2 separate regions of the Mus musculus genome follow, and region 1 is linked to region 2. Evidence: chromatin contacts called from public promoter capture Hi-C data. All regions are on one chromosome and are shown on one strand. Each heading gives the region's core, a stretch centred on a gene start, on an enhancer-like site or on the middle of the called end of the contact. The rest is flanking DNA. Distances are from core to core; before and after follow the strand shown. Region 1 holds the start of Nr2e1 (nuclear receptor subfamily 2, group E, member 1). Region 2 holds the start of Tcf21 (transcription factor 21).

Evidence for each region. Promoter capture Hi-C pulls out the DNA fragments that hold promoters and counts their contacts.
Region 1: a promoter capture Hi-C map of embryonic stem cells shows a contact between it and region 2. The contact joins the promoter of Nr2e1 here to the promoter of Tcf21 in region 2. A contact is called at or near these places in 5 of 39 promoter capture datasets (cranial neural crest, embryonic stem cells, frontonasal cranial neural crest and 2 more) and 1 of 484 Hi-C or Micro-C datasets (embryonic stem cells).

What each region holds. Positions count from the first base shown.
Region 1 is chr10:42,581,885-42,585,825 of GRCm38.p6, reverse strand. Nr2e1 (nuclear receptor subfamily 2, group E, member 1) reads left to right here and starts at 2,236. Exons shown (of 9, transcript NM_152229.3): 1 at 2,236-2,944. The coding sequence starts at 2,920. It overlaps Gm38491 (predicted gene, 38491), which reads right to left and starts at 2,034. Exons shown (of 2, transcript NR_169130.1): 1 at 1,960-2,034; 2 at 3-1,846.
Region 2 is chr10:22,817,424-22,821,395 of GRCm38.p6, reverse strand. Tcf21 (transcription factor 21) reads left to right here and starts at 1,253. Exons shown (of 2, transcript NM_011545.2): 1 at 1,253-1,942; 2 at 3,570-3,972. The coding sequence starts at 1,493. The coding sequence ends at 3,659. The region is part of intron 4 of Gm10824 (a long non-coding RNA gene); the gene reads right to left.

The DNA of each region.
Region 1 (3,941 bases), core at 987-3,486, about 20 Mb before region 2:
CGATGATTTCAGAACTGTATTGTGAATTATGCAAAACGCGCGGATAATTACAGTCGGGCGCCCAGAATACAGAACGCATATGCTGCGGGGTGGGTAGCCCCTTGTGGCTTTTGCCAGAATTGGATCGTTCTCTCGGTGTGGAGTGGGGGTGGGGTGTGTGCACCCGTGTCTGTTTAGTGGGCTTCTTGGCACCTAGTTCGATTAAGAGTTAGTTAGTGGCTGGAGAAAGAACATTCCAATTTTGTTTGGGGGACAACTGTGTGAGTTTGGGAGTATTTTTCACAAGTTTTGGTGTCTGTAAATGAGTCAGCAGGCACTGCAGGAGGAGTCGAGAGTTGTTTGGAATCCAGAGCAGCCAAGTCCTTCTACCTTCCAGACTGGGCACCTGAAACATCCCTAGTTCTCTTCCTGTCCACAAATCCTTAAACTTCTCCCTGAAGACAAGTCCGTGTTTAGTTCCCACCACCACTTGCCCACATCTTTGCCCACGGCAAATTAGTTCCACTTGAAGTCCTTTGTCCTTGACCAAGCACCCCCCTTCTGCCTCCACATCGCGATGGTGGTGTCTGCCACAGCAGCATCAATTGGATCTCTGGCAAGAGTTAGACCCGAGGACCAAAAGCCGAGCCTGGCACCCTGTCTCTAAAACCCTAGCCGGAAATGCCTCTCCTCTCTTTGCACTGAGTTCGAGTTTGAGCTGTGCCGCGAGCAGGGCTCGCTGGCAGCCCAAGTTGACTGTCAAAAAAAAAATGTTAATTTTCCCTCCTTGTCATCTAAAAATCCCCAGCTTACCCTATACTCGCCCTTGTTTGAAAGACCATAAAGGAGAGGTGGTATGGGACACGATCACCCGCCTCTCGGTTGTTCCAAGTGGCCTGGCCCTAAGCCTGGTAGTTGCTGTGTGTGCTGCTCTTGGTTCCTTGCCTCCCAGGCTCGGGCAATCCGGGAAAAGTTGCTTTCACGTGCTGAGGCCTGAGACAGGAGCATACAGCCCTTTCGAGTTGGGACCCGGTCCTTGGATCTGCAGGGCCAGGCAGTCACACGGGAGACTCCAACAGGCACTGCGGCCAGGTGAGGAGGGAGCTGCGGGAAGGGTGGGCTAGCGACCAGGAGGAGCGCTGTCCACAGCTCGCCAGCCCCCAGCCTCCAATTCGGTCTGGAGAGCTGGAGGCGCGACCTCTGACCCCCGGCCGGGCCCACGCCCCGAGGAGAGGCTGGCAAGCTCTTGTTCGACAAGTTCAAGCGGCGGAGGGAGCTTAAATAGAATTAATCTCTTAGAGATCGGAGATCAAGGCTCCCTCGGCGCGCGCTGTCCCCGCGCCGCGCCACGACCAAGATGCCAGAGAGCTCTAGGATTTCGGGTAGGCGACCCGGCTGGGGAGGAAGGTGGCGGAGCTCTCCAGAGTCCCCAGGCCTGCAGGGGTAAGCCAGCGACGCCCGCTGGGGACCAACCGCAGGAGGGAAGGCTTTGAGGCTTTGCCTCTCAGCTGCTCAGTACACGCAATGGAGGCGAGAGGGACGCCGCCAGCTCCGGGTTGGCCGGTTTTGTTTGCAAGAAGCTGGCGAAGCCCTCCCCGCGGCGGTGCCCAAAGCCGTCACGCCGAGGCCGAGGGACCGCAAGATCCCAGCCCAGTCCCCAAGACCGCGCACCGCGACCTCAGCTCTGGCTTTCCATAGATAGTTGCAAAATGAATAAATTACTCACCTCGGGCCAGATCCAAGTTTTACCCAACAGAAGGGGCGCGAGACCAACAATGAACCAACTCACATGGCCATGTCCGGGCGCACACAATCATACACAGACACAGCTACCCAATATCTTCCACGAATCTATCTGTCTGGCATTCTGGAGAGAGGGGAAAAGCGTTTTGAGAGAGCCCCACCACCCCTCCCCTCCTCCCTTCCCGTGAAATATAAAAATTCATATTTTTTTTATTACAAGAGCGGCTCCGTCCTCACCATCACGCACGCACGGAGCCGCTTGCCCGTATTCACTCTCAACTCGTCAGCTCCGAGAGCGCTTGCATTTTCTTTGGAAGCCGCTTGGAGGTTCATTAATATCATTAGCATTTAACCCCCTCCCTCTTCCCATCTCCTCCCCGCACATGGCTGACGTCAGACCCCGCCAGGAGTTGGGGGAAAAGCTAAGTGGGCCAGGGACGCCCTATTCCCCTCCCCGCGGCTGCCTGTCAGAGCGCTACTGGAGATATTACCAGAGACCCGGCCCGCAGCGACAGGCACAAAGTCACAGGGTAATGAACTTCGGGGACCCTTCGCCGCTGCGTGCGCGGCTGTCCCCGGAAACTCGGATCTGGCCACCTCTCCCCTTGGAAGATCTCCCAGCAATCTAGTTTCCCCTCTCGGCGCCGGGGCTCCGGCAGCGAGGAGCTTAATCTGCCTCTGAGACTGCGGCTGTGATTTTCGCCTTTCCACAGAAGATCTGCAGTCTGCAGAGAGCTGCCCACTCTGCACGCCTGTGTGGAGGGAGAGATTGGAAGCAGTACCAAGCATGGGGAACGAGGGGAAGTTCGCCTTCGTTGCTCCGTAGGAAGACCATTTCCGTGTCTCCATCTCTGTCCTTCCATATTCCCCTCGCGCTGTCCTCCCTCTTCAGCCTGCCTGTCCATCTCTCCATCTGTCTGTTCAAGACTGTGTCCACATCAAGCCGCATCCCCAGCAGCTGCAGTTTTGCTAGAGCCGGGAAAGAAACTTAAGGATGCTTACATTTCCACTGTGGAACGAATTCTGAGCGCCGGGGAGAGCAGGGCAGCGCACAACCAATAGCCACCTGTCTGTCCCGCCCGGGAGCCTCGCAGGCTGGAGGGCGGCTGGAGAGCGGCGGCGGCCGGCGGCGACGTGGGCGCCGTGGGTCGGGAATCCGGCAGTGCCCACCAACCGCTGCGCCCCGGGACCGCCAGCATGAGCAAGCCCGCCGGATCAACAAGTGGGTACCGCTCGGGCAGCCGCGGGGTCCTGGCGCGTGGCCTGGGGAGGGCAGGCTGGGAGGCCGGGATGGTCCTTCTGAGAGCTCTGAATTTGAGCCCCAGAGTAATACTCTCTCGGGCTTGTATGTCCGTTGGCCTAGCTCTCTTAGACTGTTGCGTTGGAGCGTTTCGTGCAACTGGGAGAGCAATTTCGTTGCTTCTGGATGCTAGCTCTTCCGGGTCTCCCCGGTGTATCAGGAAGGTTGCGACCCGTGGCAGCCCACCGGTCCAGCCTGCTGTTTCTATTTAGCTGCAGGTGCCGAAGGTGGGAGGGGTGAGCCAGGGGCGGGAACTGGGCCGCAGCTCCAGGCGGCCGCACAATAACGCAGCCGCTCAAAAACTCAGAGCTTGCAGCGCGCAAAAGCAACTCTGCAAAAAGCGGATTTCGAATGGAATGCTTTGCACTCCGTTTCCAGCTATTTCAAATAATCCTGCAAAACCGGGAAGCAGAAACCATTTAAAAGTCACATTTTCCTTAATCCTAAATCCGCGTAGGTCATAACTGGGGAATGTAAAGTATGGCGAGCCAGTCTAGCAAAGAGAGGACCAAATCCCTAATCCCAAGGACTTTCGGAGCGGGAGCCCAGCACCGACAGGAGTCTGCGGCCTGCTCACTCCGGACGCTTCTTCTTCCAGCTTCCTCTCCCATAGACCGCACTGCTGCAACTGATCTCTGTTGACCTCCAAAGACAGGCAGAAGTGCAGGGCAGCTGGGCGTGTGCGAGCACAGAATCTGCAGACCCTCGGAGTGCGTAGGCCTGAGCCGGCGTGGTGGGCGCCTACGCGGTACAACGGTCTCCCCGGGGCTTTCCAGTTCCCGCCTTCCACAGGCCGGAGGCTGGGAGTTCTAGGGTCTGTGTATAGTGCGCACACCCTGAAACTCGCTAGCCACCGGTGTAGTCCCCCCCCCCCCCCATAACATTTTTGGCGCTCTCTGTGAGTTCCTTCCCGCCCCCT
Region 2 (3,972 bases), core at 4-2,503:
TTTTTTTTTTTTTCCTGAGGGGAAAAAACAAAAACCATTTCATCTCCCTTCATTCAGTCCCTGGGTTCCTGTTCCCTTTGCTTTTCTTCTTACCTCCCAGATGACTATCATTCCCTGAGAAAGACAGTCCCAGCTGGAATGAAGGATGGGAAAGGTTCTTTCTCCAAAGCCATGAGTCCTGTTTTGTGTTTTATTAGGCCAGCTCTCTATGAGGAACCCTAGTAGCCCAGAGGATGGGAGAAGAGAAAGCAAGCACAAGAAGAAAATATACAGTCTTTACAAAAGGTGTCAGGCAAAGAGAGGCTGCCAGGAGCCACAGAGTCTTCTTTAAGACAGGAGAGAAGTGAGTTGCATCTCACTGGAAAGATTCTCAGCTCGCAAAATATGTTCCACAAATCCATATAACCTCTCTCATCGCCTGCCCATTCCCAGTCAACTGCATGTATGGTGTGTGTGTGTGTGTGTGTGTGTGTGTGTGTGTGTGTGTTTGTGTGTACATGTGTGTTCAGTAGTCAAGTGTGTTCCTATGCACTAGCAATTCCCTGATACCTTCAAAGAGACTGGATGGTAATGGATTTTCTTTTTCTTATTTTCCCTCCCTCCCTCCTTCCTTCTCACCCTCTCTCCCTTCCTTCTCTCCAGTAATTTCTTTCTACCACTTCCTTCCCCTATTTACCTCAGGTAAATTTTAAACAGTAAAATGCATCTGGAAAAAAAAATCGTCCCAGCGATCAGCATTTTCCTTTCAAACATTTGGTTTGGTAAAATACGCCTCTTCTCGTCCGGACAAATAGGACCTATGACTTCTGTGTTAGCCAGTGCACGGTAATGCAGTCTTGGTAAAGCCCTGTGGTCTTAGCCGGTATTAACTAAGGGCTGCAGGGTTTTGATTGTTATTTCTTGGGAGGAAGAGTGACTGTGAGATGTTTTAGGGGGAAAGGCCACTTAGAGCAAAGGGTCTGGCCCTTTCTCTGAGTTCTCAGAGCAATCAGTTGGGATTCCCTCAAAGGAAAGGGGCCTTAGGAGATGAGTCTCGGCAATGGTTCTAAGTTACTCCTTGACTTGAGAGGAAGAAGGAATCCGGTACAGGCATGTTGCAATCGGTTGCTGGAAACCAGGTCTGAGCGTGAAGTCTCCTGTGCTTGTGAAAGGGGTCTGGGAAGTCTGTTGGGCCTAGCAGGCCCCTCCCCTGGGCTGCATGGATCCGCCTCTCTATTCCCCAGATAAATTCTTAGTGTCCACCAAATTCCTCGGCGCTCTTTCACTCTCCGTTAAGGCCAGGACTCCAGTGGTGGGGAGATAGAGCACTGGTTTCCCTGTCGCGGGATCCCTTGTGATCGTTTTCCACGACTCTGTAAAGGGAAAGCTGGGGGACGGGACTGCCAGATCCCACCTCAAACCCAACACACGAAGTGGCAGCTCCAAACTTTTGAGACCCTTTCGTTTCCGTTTCAGCGTCTCTCTCTCCCTCCCTCCCTCCACCTCTCTAAACATGTCCACTGGCTCCCTCAGCGATGTAGAAGACCTTCAAGAGGTGGAGATGCTGGACTGTGACTCCCTGAAAGTGGACTCCAACAAGGAGTTTGGAACTTCCAACGAGAGCACCGAGGAGGGCTCCAACTGCGAGAACGGGTCTCCACAGAAGGGTCGCGGTGGCCTAGGCAAGAGGAGGAAGGCGCCCACTAAGAAAAGCCCGCTCAGCGGGGTCAGCCAGGAGGGCAAGCAGGTCCAGCGCAACGCGGCCAATGCTCGTGAGCGGGCCCGCATGCGGGTGCTGAGCAAGGCCTTCTCCAGGCTCAAGACCACCCTGCCCTGGGTGCCCCCGGACACCAAGCTCTCCAAGCTGGACACTCTCAGGCTGGCGTCCAGCTACATCGCTCACTTAAGGCAGATCCTGGCCAACGACAAGTACGAGAACGGTTACATTCACCCAGTCAACCTGGTGAGTCCTCCCGCGCCTCTGGCTGGGCCTGGGGACGCGGGCGAGAGCGTGACTCGTTAAATCGCCGCCCTAGCATCTCTGGGAACCTCCGCGCGGGCTCCACGCAGCGCCCTGGCTCTCTGCACCAAGCGCCCCGAGCCCGCGAGTGATTTGTGCTAGGGTTTGACGTGGCACCCCATTAAGGGATTTCCGAGGGTATTCAGTTGGCAAAGACCAGGGATCCCCGCGCAGGGTGCCATTTCCTCTGTCGTGAAACTGAGCAGACGCTGGGCACCCAGAAGACCTATCTTACTTTGTCTCTTTTGGCTAAGAGCAAACTTGAGTTCCCCCTCCGATTCTTATAAGCACCTAAGTCAGTTCTTTCCGCTGGTATATTTAGGGCTATTAAATGCAGACATATTTATGTTCTTCCACCTCCATAACTGTCTATGCAAATCCCCCCCCCCCCCAGCTACTTAAATATTCTGTGTTTGGCTAAGTAGATTACCATTTTAAATCCCAGAAATTCCAGCCACTGTCAACGCAATCAGTAAATCCGCTCAGGTCCTAGTACTGGACAAAATAACAGCCATGGGTTCTACTACCAGTCACAATGAATGAGCCTAATTTTTGAAAAGCAAGTGCTGGTTCCTGAATCGACTTTCTCAGAGGTATTTTACTGTTTAAGGTGGTTTTTAACTCCCTCTTTCGTTTGATTTCATTTTAAAACGTGCAGGCTCCAAAGAATACCACCACCTTACGAGGACTTTTGTTTACATATGATAAGGATTAGATATCCCTCTGGCCAGCACTTACAAAGAGGCTTGAATTGTATTCTCACTCAGCTTGTCTCAGGAATTGGGGGAGGGGATACTAAAACACTTTTCGCCAGGAAAAATATTTTCCTTCCAAATAACAAGGTTTGGTTGTTGTTGTTGTTGTTGTTGTTGTTGTTGTTGTGATGGGTAGTGTTTTTTTTTTTACAATCTAAAACTAGAATGAGATTATCAATTAGAACATTTATAATTGCTGCTACCTTCATCTTTAAATATTAAAAAAAAAAAAACTTGAATGTACTTTTTTTATAACAGTCCAGAAAAAGGAAGAAGAAAGAAAGGGAAGAGACAGTTTTGCTTCCTCGCTAGTAGGAGGATCTCAAATAAAATGTGCCTGTGTCTTTTATAAGTGCACACCCCCTTCGGGGGTTACTACTAACTTAAAATTGTGGCCATAGCTAGGATTGCACTGGGAGATCAATGGAAGTCAATAAAGGCCAGGATGCTAGACCAGAGCCTCCACAGATCTGCAGTTGAGTAGTTGGGGCCAGGGTCCTCCCACCCGCCCTGCTAGAACTCCTGGAACATCTGCCTCAGAGCTGAGTCTGGGCTTGTTTCGGGGTTCCAGTTAGAACCCAGGAGACCTGTTTTGCCCTTGTTCCACCTCCCACCTCCACCACCCACCCCCACCTCCACCTCCACCTCCACACCACCACCACCACCACCACCTCCTGGGGTTGTTTGCATTACCCTGCCTGGCATTAATACACCTAGGAAGCGACAGACCCGTGGCCTCTCTGGTCCTAGCCTGCCTGCGCACTGCGCCGCCTCCCCATGTCTACTCACCCTCTCCACCCTTTTCTCTCTTGCAGACGTGGCCCTTTATGGTGGCCGGCAAACCAGAGAATGACCTGAAGGAAGTGGTGACCGCCAACCGCTTGTGTGGAACTACAGCATCCTGACCTTGGAGGTGCGAGTCTGGGAACCGTGAGCTCTGGGGGCAGTGGGCCGGCAAGGGTGACGACCCCTGCCCTTCCCTCCCTGCCTCTGCTGGTGCCTTGCATCGCTCCTCTCCCTATCCCACCCCGCAAGAACACTTAACTGCGACGAGGAGATTCGTTTCCAAACCAAAGGAGACCAACTGTACTTACCGATTCTCATCTATTTAACTTGATTAACTTCTGCCATGAATGACTGCAAGCCTGGCTGGTCCAAGTGCAATATGTAATTATATATATATATTATATATAAATAGATAAGAAGAGCCTATCAATG